Linked DNA regions of Zea mays: region 1 is linked to region 2. A link is a contact called in public Hi-C data. All regions are on one chromosome and are shown on one strand. The core of a region is the stretch at or near the end of the contact, and the rest is flanking DNA. Distances in the headings are between cores, read along the strand shown.

Evidence for each region. A called contact is a pair of places that touch in the nucleus more often than the background predicts.
Region 1: a contact with region 2 is called in a Hi-C map of leaf, with 5 times the contacts expected there. The contact joins the promoter of LOC100191281 here to the enhancer-like site in region 2. A contact is called at or near these places in 3 of 25 Hi-C or Micro-C datasets (endosperm, leaf and tassel).

What each region holds. Positions count from the first base shown.
Region 1 is chr5:62,539,712-62,545,789 of Zm-B73-REFERENCE-NAM-5.0, reverse strand. It overlaps LOC100191281, which reads left to right and starts at 2,200. Exons shown (of 5, transcript NM_001136715.1): 1 at 2,200-2,493; 2 at 3,600-3,772; 3 at 4,250-4,292; 4 at 5,081-5,135; 5 at 5,225-6,006. The coding sequence starts at 2,298. The coding sequence ends at 5,345.
Region 2 is chr5:62,107,368-62,113,405 of Zm-B73-REFERENCE-NAM-5.0, reverse strand. It overlaps LOC100274382 (FMN-linked oxidoreductase superfamily protein), which reads left to right. Exons shown (of 3, transcript NM_001148742.2): 3 at 286-1,275. The coding sequence ends at 1,018. Among protein-coding and RNA genes, the nearest start is that of LOC100274382, 4.1 kb to the left of the region's middle. Within about 2 kb of position 2,810, at least 19 of the 20 cell types and tissues checked have an H3K27ac peak or open chromatin away from gene starts, as enhancers often do. A contact at or near this core is called in endosperm, leaf and tassel, where this site is marked.

The DNA of each region.
Region 1 (6,078 bases), core at 951-3,450, 430 kb before region 2:
TAGACATGATCATTTGAATCGAAAAAATAAGTACCAACATAACAAATGTATCGAACCCAACATAATTTTATCACATGTTGGACGCTTAGTGCGTCCGTGCGTGGTGCCCTGGACGACTGGACCCCTGGTGGCCGCGTTAGGGTATTAGGGTTAGCAAATAGCAAGAGCAAATTCATTTTATATGAGACATATAAATTCAGACCCACATGTCATATATTAGCGAGTTCCCCATCGGGTAGCGGGTATGGGGCAACCGAGAACATACTCACGCCCACCGTACCCGATGAGCATAACAAATGACCCAATAAAATACCCATGGGTATCAAAATCCGCCATACCCGTGTCCTAATAGGGTTTTTACCCATCGGGTTTCGGGTACCCATTGCCATCCCTAGCTCGACTGGATCCAGTAGTCGACAAAGCTCCTCTCGGCGTGCTTGTGTGAATGGGGTGAGGCATGCAGTGACTTCGAGGTGAAGGAGGTTCGGATGGGAAAGAGTTCGACGACCAAATGTGGGGGAGTCGAACAAGCACACTGATTACAACTCATTTAAAAAGTTCGATGATCTATATCTACCACTAAAAAAGTTTTTGAGCCTATCATGCCACTAGTTTAGTTTTTTTTTCATTCCATTAGTGTCACTGTCGTTTGTTTGACCTCTAACGACATCTAAGAGAAAGTTGTGACGCCTAACAAGCCAGTGACAAACAATTTTATGCATTTCATGCCACTATCATCATCTATATCACAGCAAACAAGCATAACAGGCTCTAACACTGCAGTTCCCACCAATTTGAAACCACCACATGTGTATCACTGTTTCGTTATAAGCAGATACGTTCGGGCATGGATAGGTACACATCAGCCACCAATCACATTAGCTACCCTAATTTAAAACCAAACACAACATTTTGCTTGACAAAAAAATCATTGAGCACACAAGTTAAAGGAAAAAACTTAATGATTTAAACAAAGTAATCAAAATGCAAAAATAAGTAAAAAATAAAATAAAATTACATAGTTCATAAAAAATAAAACTACTCATACTCATCATCATCACCATCATCCATCTCTTCTTTATTTTCTTCCTCTTCTCGATTTAATAGTTTGATCCATTTTTATTGTCATCCCGTGGTCATTTTTTATGCCATCATCTATTTCGGTAGTGGTATAATCTAAAGCTATCTTTAGCAGTTTACCCATAACCATATTGAAACTTTACTCTGCGAACATTACAGTCTATAGTGCAGAACAGTGCTTTTGGATAAAATTTAGATAAACTGCTACATATGGCCTAAAGTTTTCGTATATTCAGTAGCAAACGCCGATCATGCCACGCCAACGGTTAATACCAATGTTGGATGTAGCCTCAAAACAAGGGTCGTTGTCGCCTATCAAAATATTATATGTTTTTAAAATTTCAACCAAATATATGTAAAAAAATATTGATACTATAGTTCTAGAGCATATCATGCTAGTTTGATGTAACAAAGATGATGATAGTGGCATTGCGATATGAAAAATGTTTGTTAGTGGCTTTTTAAGCCTCACAACCTTTTGCTCTTAGATGCCGTTAGATGCCAAATAAACTGAAGCAGTATTTTAAATGACATGACATAGTATTTAAGATAAATGAGTTTTATGGGATGAAACTAGTTTCATCAGGACGAAACTATGTCAACATGTTTCTAAGGTATTGGAAACTGTGTAAAGCCTCCATCGAGAGTGATTTATTTCACATGTTTTACTAATATTTATTGACTATTTAGTTGCAACATTTAATTGATATATTAGTCTATAAATAGTGAAATAAAATTTTGCATTGAGAAACATCATTTTATTTTTAGTTTCATGGCACACTTGATGATATGCCAGCATCGGAAAGAGTGTAATGAAATGGCCATTGAGATTAGCCTAAGAGTAGGAAAAACTAAACCAGTCATATATAGTCTCTAAAACTTTTTTTAATGGTAGATATAATGAGTGTTTGAATGCACTAAGCTAATAGTTAGTTGACTACAAAATTACTAGTGAAATAGCTAGCTAACAAACATCTAGCTAACTATTAGCTAATTTGCTAAAAATAGCTAGACTGTTTAAATGTATTCAAGTAACTCTAATGCATTAAAACACTCCTCTAGAATATTTAATATTTTGATGCGTTCTAATGAATTGGCTCTTTTTTCATTCACGTCGGCCCCGCCTCTTCTCCCCCCGACGCGCTTGCCGATCCGCCCATTCCGCCGCTACCACTCTCCCGCCGCCGCCGCGCGCCTCAGCCGCCCGTGGCCCGGACATGGAGGGCGCCGCCGGGGAGGAGGGCGCCTCCACGCCGGCGGCGAGAGGGGGAGCGGAGGCAGGGGCAGGGGCAGGGGCAGGTGGAGGGATGCTGAAGGGGAGGTCCTGCAAGGGCTGCCTCTACTACTCGTCAAAGCTCAGGTCGCGAGCGCGCGGCCCCGTCTGCGTCGGCGTCACCCGCGCCCTTCCCCAAGGTAGTCGCGCCTCCGCGGCCACTGTATCCATCCTCTCCTCTTCTCTGCCTGCGCTAGGGTTTTGCTGGTTCGTCCAGCCACGGTATCCGAAGCCGCCCCCTCGTCTTTCGGTGCTCACTCCGCAACTGCGGACCGCTTCCTGTCACAGCCTCACAGGGTGTGTCTGCTGAGTATTGATCAGGTTCCTCCACACTGCTACGCTCCTGTTGGGAGATGGGGAAGGAAGACATGGGCATTTCTTAGCAATTTATATGGTCTCAAGTTGTGCTAGGAAGGGTGTTATCAGGGCTTTTCATCCATAAAAAACCCGATTAATTCCATCATCCACGCAGATTTAGTTGTAAACTATTCATCCCTATGTTACAGTTAGGGCACCGAGTATTGACAAATGAGAACTGAATGAGAAGGCTTTCAGCAGTGGGAAATTTGAACTATTCTATGCCGTGGCGCATATGGCTCACATGAGGTTCTCTACCGAGTATTACCTCTGTGCAATTTAGTGCTAATCCTTGTATGTATGATGAGTTTTAGGGTTTATGTATTGGCTCGTTACAGAGTAAATCAATTTTGTTTCATAAGGAGGCGTTTAATTTGTTGATTTTGTTGGGTTCTCCCACCTTTTTGGGCTGAAGGGTAACGGCGGTACTATCCTGACCCAGCAAGACATGGGCAGCATGCTATTAGAATTGTGTACTACCAGGTGTCCCCAAAAGTTATGGGAAATATAAGCTTTTCTTTACAGTTTTAGAGTCTCAGATAATCCCACTGAACAGCACTAGGCTAGGCCTATTAGGGAATTTCGTATGTTGAGTGGAAAAATATAATCGACACACTTGGTGCTAGTTAGCTACTGACCAAAAGCGTAGGTTCCAGACAATCAATATGTCTTGTAACATTGTGCTAAGGTTCTCATCCTATGACTCACTGCAAAAATAATCCTTATCTGTGTTTATAATGTATATAGTTTTTTTATTGTCTAATTAAGTAAGGAGCAGTCTAACTCTTGAACTACGTTTCATGGTCTGTCTATTTTGTTATCTGATTCGGTGATTCCATTCTTTTTAACTGTTTGGTTGACTATTCCCTCTCTTTTAACTGTGTACCAGTTTCTGAGCGTAAGGTTGGAAAACTTGAACTGGAAGCTATCCAAGAAGGTCGTTATCTTGCAGATTTCAGATATGCATGCATTGGCTATTCAATGTACTTAAATGGCAAGGAAACTCCTACGGGGGTACGAGATAAGCCACGTGCCCATCTGCCTGTTTGTGCTGGAGTCGAGGTAATATATGCTTAACCATGTAATCCTATGCATTTATGATGCATTCACAAATCAGGACCATGTTAGAGTGTCATGATGGATAAGTAAGCAGTTAGACATGGTGTGTTTGATGTTGTTAACTGTGAACTTTATCCAGCGATAGCTGATGTAGCACAGATTCTCAGGATCTATCTGATGAGAAAATTGAGCCTTAGTTATGCTGAGTGTCAGAATGGTGGGATAAATATTCATGCCAATTTGTTTATCTTCATAACCTTTATGTTTCTTACAATAATCATAGAAGCTTCTTTTCTTTTTTCGACCAAGTAGTACAGTACAAAAAATGCAGTCATTCTATTCTGAAATCTGTTCTTGATATTCCTCCAAACCAAGTCGGCACCGACTGTTCAAACTGCTCAGCTAGTATTTTTAAAACTGCACCTTATGATCATTCACATGTCTATTTTGCTAACAAAGAATATGTTGTCCCCTTTCCAGCTGTTGATAGATAGAAAAGTCCCAACAAACGTTAAGAAAGAAGGTAAAAAACATTTTCTTCTGTTGTTACTTCGATTAGTATGTGTGCTAGCAACTGCAAAGCCACCACAATATGCTAGAAATGTACGAATGTTTGGTTGTGGATAGAGGTGCTTAATGTGTCGCAGTTGATTGTTCAAATATATTAATTTCTCGTTGATTAGTCTACCATCGCGGGCATGTTACCTGAAATACACCGTCAATGCTCATCCGACTTCTAGTTAGAATGGCATCCTGATTTACGATGCTGAGTGATGCATTTGTGGATGTATGAAACCTTGAGAGATCAACCACTAAATTGGAAAAAGAAAAATATATACACACTGTTGCCTTATTGGAAATCCTTATTCTTTTCATTGTACATGCGTGGAGAAATCACCAAATATGTTCACGAAAAATAAAATTTATCTAATAGTCAACTAACACATGGAAATTTGTCCTGATACACAAAATAGAATTATCAACATGATTGGTTCTTAGTAGTATCCAAACTTAATTCCTGATAGTACTTTTGCCAACTATACCCATCGCCAGCTTCTATTATATGGGCTTATTTTGTGTCCAAAGCAAGGGTTAGAGAAACTTGGTCCTAAAACTACACGCTTCACTGGTGATTGGTGAAACTGTGAAGAATACCTGTGTACAATGTACCTTGTCTGTGTCTCCCGTGTGCTTTTGGCGTTACTTTTGCTGTTTTGCATGTCGGAAGCATGCTTCTCTTTCTTGGATATTTGTGATTTTTTTTTTGCATGGCTTATGTTCTTAAAACTTCTACTCTTTACGATTCCACAGCTCCAAAACCACGTCAATATAAACCAGGGCATGCAGGAGATGATTTCTTAACGAAGTGAGTTGGTCTTTTTGGTTTATTATATGAGCTTGTAAGTTCTGAAACTCGCATTGTCATTCCAACAGTTTTTCCTATCGAACCTGCAGATTTCAGAGGAATGCAGGTCTTGTGGCCAGTGGTGTGGCTAAGAACCTGAATAGAGTTGGGACCTACATCAAAGACACTGTCAGTGATATGATGCAGCCTCACCGCAAGCGTCCCAAATAAAACATAGGCCTGTCTCTCCTAAATCCTGTATGGAAGTAAACATTAGAAATTAGATGATCGGGGAACATCGGATCAATCACTTCCTCCCATACACACCCAGCGCAGCAGTAGCTTAGCTTTCTGTTGGTTTCAGAAACTCTAGAGAATTGAGAGAAGATCTATGGTTAGGAAAAATAGCCACTTGAAACATGTTATCCACTAGCTCATGGGGCTTCGATTCCCCCTGTCTCGCCCCATTTTGGGAGCCATTGTTGTTTTCACTAGGCCCCTCCGGCAAAACAACCACGTTCCGCCCCTTCTGACAATAACGTGGTGCCGTTGAGAGGTCCAGTGATGCATTTTTTGTTGGAGCATTGAAGTATCAGTGTACGTAGATGATATACTAAACTCTTATTCTGTTACTACTAGATACGTGCCCTCTTATTCTGTTACTAGATTAGTGCCCTCTTATTCTGCCTTTTTTATCTGCTTCTAGTGCTGTGGCAAGTCATGGTCCAGCACGTCACTAAGCGCCCTGGATGCTTGTACAAGCTCCTCTGGACTGAAAACCATATATGATTTAGGTATCAGTTGGTGTTCCAAACATATAATCATAAGGGCGTGACTGTAAAGTAATTAGCTGATTGAGAGGGGAGGAACAAGCATATTTTATCATTGAAGGAAAAAAGAAAGGAAATGCTAGATGTGTTTTTGTACATAGAGGATGGATCACTTCATCAACCCACAGAATGTC
Region 2 (6,038 bases), core at 1,561-4,060:
GTTAGTGGTGCATCAGCCCTCAAGCCTTCAAGCGCGATACTAATGTGATGAAGAATAAGCCACCATGCTAGGTCATTCTCTGCACACTCCACTCGAAACCTGCTGCTTTTTAATTTTAGTGTTAGTTTATCTGCCGCTAACTGCTTTCTTAGCTTGCTTAGAGCACTAGTGCTGAATATTCCACAGGTACATCTCTAGTTAACATATACCATTTCCCCGTATATATATTGCTTGAAAAATATGGTTCCATATTCTTCTGAATCGCGTTAATATATTGCCTTGCAGTTGCCCGCAGCGTATTGCAAGACGGGGTAACTATGGAGCATTTCTCATGGACAACCTTCCCCTCGTAAAATCCCTCGTGCAGAATCTAGCAGCTAATCTTCATGTTCCAGTCTCAGTTAAGATCCGTGTATTTCCACGACTGGAAGACACATTAGCATATGCGAAGATGCTTGAGGAAGCTGGTGCTTCTCTTGTGGCTGTCCACGGCCGGACAAGAGACGAAAAGGATGGGAAGAAATTTCGAGCTGACTGGGATGCCATCAAGGCCGTGAAGGATGCACTTAGAGTACCCGTTCTTGCAAATGGAAACATTCGCCATATGGAGGATGTGAAGAACTGCCTTGAACATACTGGTGCTGATGGTGTGCTTTCAGCTGAAACTCTTCTAGAAAACCCAGCAGTTTTTGCTGGTTTCAGGACAAAGGAATGGAAAGAAGATGGTGACGAGAATGGAGACGGTGGCTTGGACCAGGCTGATCTTGTGATTGAATATCTGAAGCTGTGTGAGCAGTACCCTGTGCCGTGGAGAATGGTTAGATCCCATGTCCACAAGATGTTGGGCGACTGGTTTAGGGTGCATCCAGAGGTGAGGGAGGAACTTAATAAGCAGAACAAGCTCACCTTCGAATGGTTGCATGACATGGTAATGAGGCTGAAGGACCTCGGTGGAAGAGTGCCACTTTACAGAAAGGAGACTGCACTAGGACAAACATTAGCCTCTAGCAATGCCTGACAGGTTCTTATATCTGCAGCCTATCATTATTGGAGAGGAGCAATTGATGAAAACTGAAGCATTTTGTACCAATTTTGACCTGCTATAGTACAGACTGGAAGAGATTGTTGGACTACAATTAAACCTCGATTAGTAAAGCATATTTTGAGTTGAGCAGCTACAGTGCAACGGCTCACCTCATTGTTGTAACAGCTGATATGTAAAATCATTTTTACATCATTACATGGTCTCAGATAATTTGGATTTGCTATTGAACTTATCTTTGGACGCTTCACAAAGCTATATTACCAACATGTTCGCGCGCATGTTCAGCTGCGCATATATTTCACAGAACCTCTGGCCGTCTGGCGTGCAAGGTACACACAATATGGAATCTCGTAACTATCATCAGACACTCGGGTTGCTGTATGTATGTATATAATATAATCTAGAATTCTGATGCTTATGAACAAACTGTACATACTACTGCTGCAGCAATGACAAAATCATGTACAGTACTATCAATGCTGGTGGACGCAAGAAAAGAAAAGAACCCTACTGCTCGCCACTCTGAAATGGTGGCCATTACAACGGCTCTTCTTCGAGCTCCGGCCGCCAATCGGGCTTCTCTGCGTACATCACGCCTTCGTCGTCCTTCAGCCGCGCGTCCAAGTGGAGCGATCTCAGGAGCTTGTCCACCTCGCCGACGGCGCTGGCCTTGTCGCGCACGACGATGCTGACCCCTGGCCTGACGATCCTGTGCCTGTCCACCTCCACCACCATGGCAGAACCGCGCATCTGAAGAAGACGGCCATGTGCGTCATCAAGCTAGAAAGATGTGAAGAAAACAGACAGACTGGTGGTGCTGGCCACTGACCTCTTTGATCTCGGGTAGGCGCTGAAGGACTCGCACCAGTCATGGTAGATGCCCAGCAGCCCGCGCTCGAAGATGACCGAAAGTGTGTCGGGCGCGTCCACGTTCACAACGTTCATCACCCAGATCTTCTTCTCCCAGGGTTGCACACATCATTATATAATCCAGCTTATTTTATATAGATTATATAATTCAGGTTATATAATCTAATTTATATAATCTTGTTAGAGATGTTTGTTTATACAAATTATTAGCGGGTAAAAAGTCAAATAATAATCTAACGGTGTGTTTGGTTCATAGAATCACCTTATACTACCTTATACTTCATCAGATGATGCATCATTCCATAAATTTTGGTAAAATCAACTCAATCCTCATGTATATACTGTTATTAGCTTACGAGAATTGTGGTGGTAATAAATCAACTCATTCTATTCCACAAACCAAATAAAAAAGTGAGGATTGAGAAAAAGATCGACCACCTCATTTCTCAAACCAAACACACCATAAAATAAGCACCTAAGAGTATCTCCAAGAGCTTTTCAACAGTTTTTCCTAGATCAAGTTTTTTTTTTGAGAAAAACACAAAAACGTGTCTCCAACTGTTCCCCTAAAATGCTCTCAACTTTTTCATAGCCCTTAAAACTCCATCATTTGTAGGTACATATGAGGAATTATTTGGGCTCCCTAGAAACAATCGTTCGCTTTAAGTGATCTGTTGGAGAAAGGATTAAAATCTACCCCTACTAATTTTTTAGATATCTCCTTAAAACTGATTTTGATGAGTCATTTTTTAGGAAGCTGCTCTAATAACTTAATTGCTTGACGACGCGTCTCCCTCATGAGTACCTTCCGAGATAAAGAAGAAGGTGCATCGTCTATCCTCACAAGACGGACACGGCCCACGAACGAGTGGATTTCTCATGGGCAAAGTATCGTCCGGCCCATCGTGGCCTGTTACGGAACGTCGGCCCAACGGTTGTCGTTGGCGTGTCCTGGAGGCTGGGGCTTTTATTTTGGGATTGGATGCCAAATGTGCCTAGAGCCCTAATACATACTACATACCACCGGTTCCTTTTTTTTTTTCTCTCCTTTTCCTTTTTCTTTTTACAATCCATCCTCTTGACCTCTTCTCTCTTTCAGAAGGACCTTCTCCTTTTCACTGCCCCTTGTGGTGTATGCATTGATTCAAGTTCAAGTAGGAGCGTAAATTATCAAAAAAAAAGAAGTAGAAGTATACGTGTTACTTGTTTTCATTTGAACCTGAACGTCGAGCTCTGCCCAGATTTACTCATAATAATAGTATTTTTTTAAAAAAAGGATGGTGTTTTTGACTCATGCTAGTCATTCATTAGGAGAACGTGATGCGATGCTACTTGTCGGCCTACTCCTCCTTTCGAAACCCCACTGGTTCTTTGTTCCTCCTCCAAAAAGACTAAAAGAGACAGAGAAAGAGAGAGAGATGCATGCGGTTAGCAAAAAGGAGAAGGGCGAGGCAGCGGCGGACACCCAAAGCAAAAGAGACAAACAGTGTCTTTTCGGCGCCGTGCGCTTTAATGTCATGTGCTACGCAGAACGCTGCCACTCTTAATCATGGGAACTGATTGCGGAACCATCATCGTGCTGATTCCTTCTTTTTTTTAATAATTAAACACCAGACGCTTAATTATGTCGGTCTGATGAACACTCAACTCCGACCCCACCAAGATGGTGTTTTTATTTGCGCTGCGCCGACGACTTTCACCGCCGGACCGAACCCCAACATATTTACATATCTATAGAAGTATAGATTAACCAAGCCACTACCTTAGTATGTTCACCGTCAGCTATCGCTTTTAATGGTCATTTCAAAACACTGTTTTATAATATAGATTGTATTGTTTATAGAATTGAGTTTGAAATAGAAGACGGTACGAGAGATAACGAATAAGCCGTCAGAGACAGCCTTATAAACACCTTCCAAATAAATATTTGGTTGAAAATGAAATAGCCGAGTGCTAGACATGTGCGTCCGTCCGAGGAATCTAATCGATTGGCTCATCATGCGCGCCGGTTGTCCGAAAAAAAAAACAATAAAGAGGCTGCTCGGACCGAGGAACGAGACGGGCTGGGCTTTGGGCTCAAAGGTAACAGAGACGCCGGATTTTCTGCAAAAGAGACACCAACAAAGCCAGATGGGCCGGGCAGGATATAATAATAATAATAACTTTAATAACAACAACAATAATAAATAGTTTGCTAGTTTGTCCACAAAAAAATGGCATTGAGATGAGATCTGCAGCAGGCGGCGAGTAATAAATAAATAAATAAATGCAGCTGCTGGTCTTTTTCATCTGGAATGAAACATGTATATAGAATCCCAAATAAAATGTTGTAACAACAACAACAATAGTGAAATTAAAGCGGGAGGCCATCACGTGACCCCCTTCTAATTCCAAATTCCCATCAGTCACCAGCAGAAAGTAGTAGTAATTTGACACTCCGACACACATCATATATAGTACTGCTGCATCTCATCATAAATACAGGTAATAAAGGTCTTCTCTCTTCCTTCGGGCCTCTCTTGAAAAAAGGAAAAAGAAAGAGAGACAGCCATGTCCTGTTGTTTCTTTTTGGTCGTGTCTTTGGCTAAACGCGTAACCACGGAATTGAAGGAAGGAGCGAGGCTGTGCTGGCGTACGTATTTCATTCAAACCTCATCATCACATGCATCTCTCGCAGCATCAGGAATTCAGGCTCACGTTATGTTCAAATCAAATCAAATCAAATCAAAAAAGAAAAAGTAAGTACTCCTCTTTCGCGGAGCCACACAAGTCAAGATGTGAATGTGAATCGCAGCCCGGCCGGCCCACCGGCCAGTCGGTGGGAAAGGTGTTGTCTTTTCCTCCCCCTCTTCATATTTCCAACAGTAGTGATCTCTGAAGCTATCTGCTTGCTATCGGTTTCTATGTTTGTCCCTTCTGCTTTCGCCATGCGTGTCAGCGTGTGTAACCACGTTGCTAAAGAAAAAAATTTTCCCCCCGTGAGATAGCTAGCTAACCACGACGGCCAGTGACGGTGAGTAAAAATTTCGGATCTAGAGACTTGCTAAGCTTGACATTGGGCAGGTAGGGAAAGATGCACACATATGTCCGACAAATTAACTAGCCACATGTTAAGAGATTTGCTAAGCTAAACAAGCCTTATTATTTCACATCTCTAGGGTTTGTTTGGCAACGTCTGAATCGAAGGGGATTAAATCTCTCTCCCTAGTCAAAATTGGATAAAAGGATATTTAATCCCTCTCAATTTTTCTTCTATCCAGACGCAACCGAATAAGGCTATTTATATGTTTCCTATCAACGACAAAAAAAATGAATGTTTTCATTAAAAGAAAAGGAAAGCGCAAAAGTGACCATTAAAAATACTACTAGCTACTACTGACACCGAACCACAGAACGAAGGACGCGTCCATCCATTCATTTTAATTACAGGCTGTTAAAATGAATGTTTCAGCAGCAAACAAGTCGGAATTCATGTCGTTTCAGACAAGGGAAAACTCTGGTGTCATCGGAGGAGTTGAGAAGAAGGTGGATCACAAGGGCAGAGGCAGATACGGCGGCGGCAGAGGTAGTCTGTCTGTCTGTCCCAGCAGGCCAGAGGCCAGAGAGAAGCATGCAGTGCAGCAGACTGGCTCACTGCATGCATCCACCATCCTCTTCTCGGGAGGCTATCTTGCTGCTAGCTCGCTGCAACATGCATGTGGAGGATGGGGCATTTGTATGGATGCTTAAGGTCCCTAATGAAGTGAAGATTTTCTATTGGCTCTTCACCATGGACAGGCTCTCCACCGCAGAGCCGTTATTCAGGCACAGCACAACATCCACTTGCCAGCCCCTTAATTGTACCTGATTGGCTGCCCCTGTGTAATCCTTTTGCGTTCTCGCTGTTAGTAATAACGAAAGGTGGGTCTGTCTGTTTGCAACTGGCCGGGCTGCCTGCTGCCTCCCATCGGCAAGCACTAGAGAGCACTGGGTACTAGGCCATGCAAGTGGCAGTAGTGCAGCCGCGCGCGCGCACTGCCCAAGATCCACCAGCCAATGCAATGCAAGCAAGCCTATTAGCCGGCCGGCATCCTTTTCCTACATGTACACGGCGACGCACGACGGCTATGTATATTATTATTAT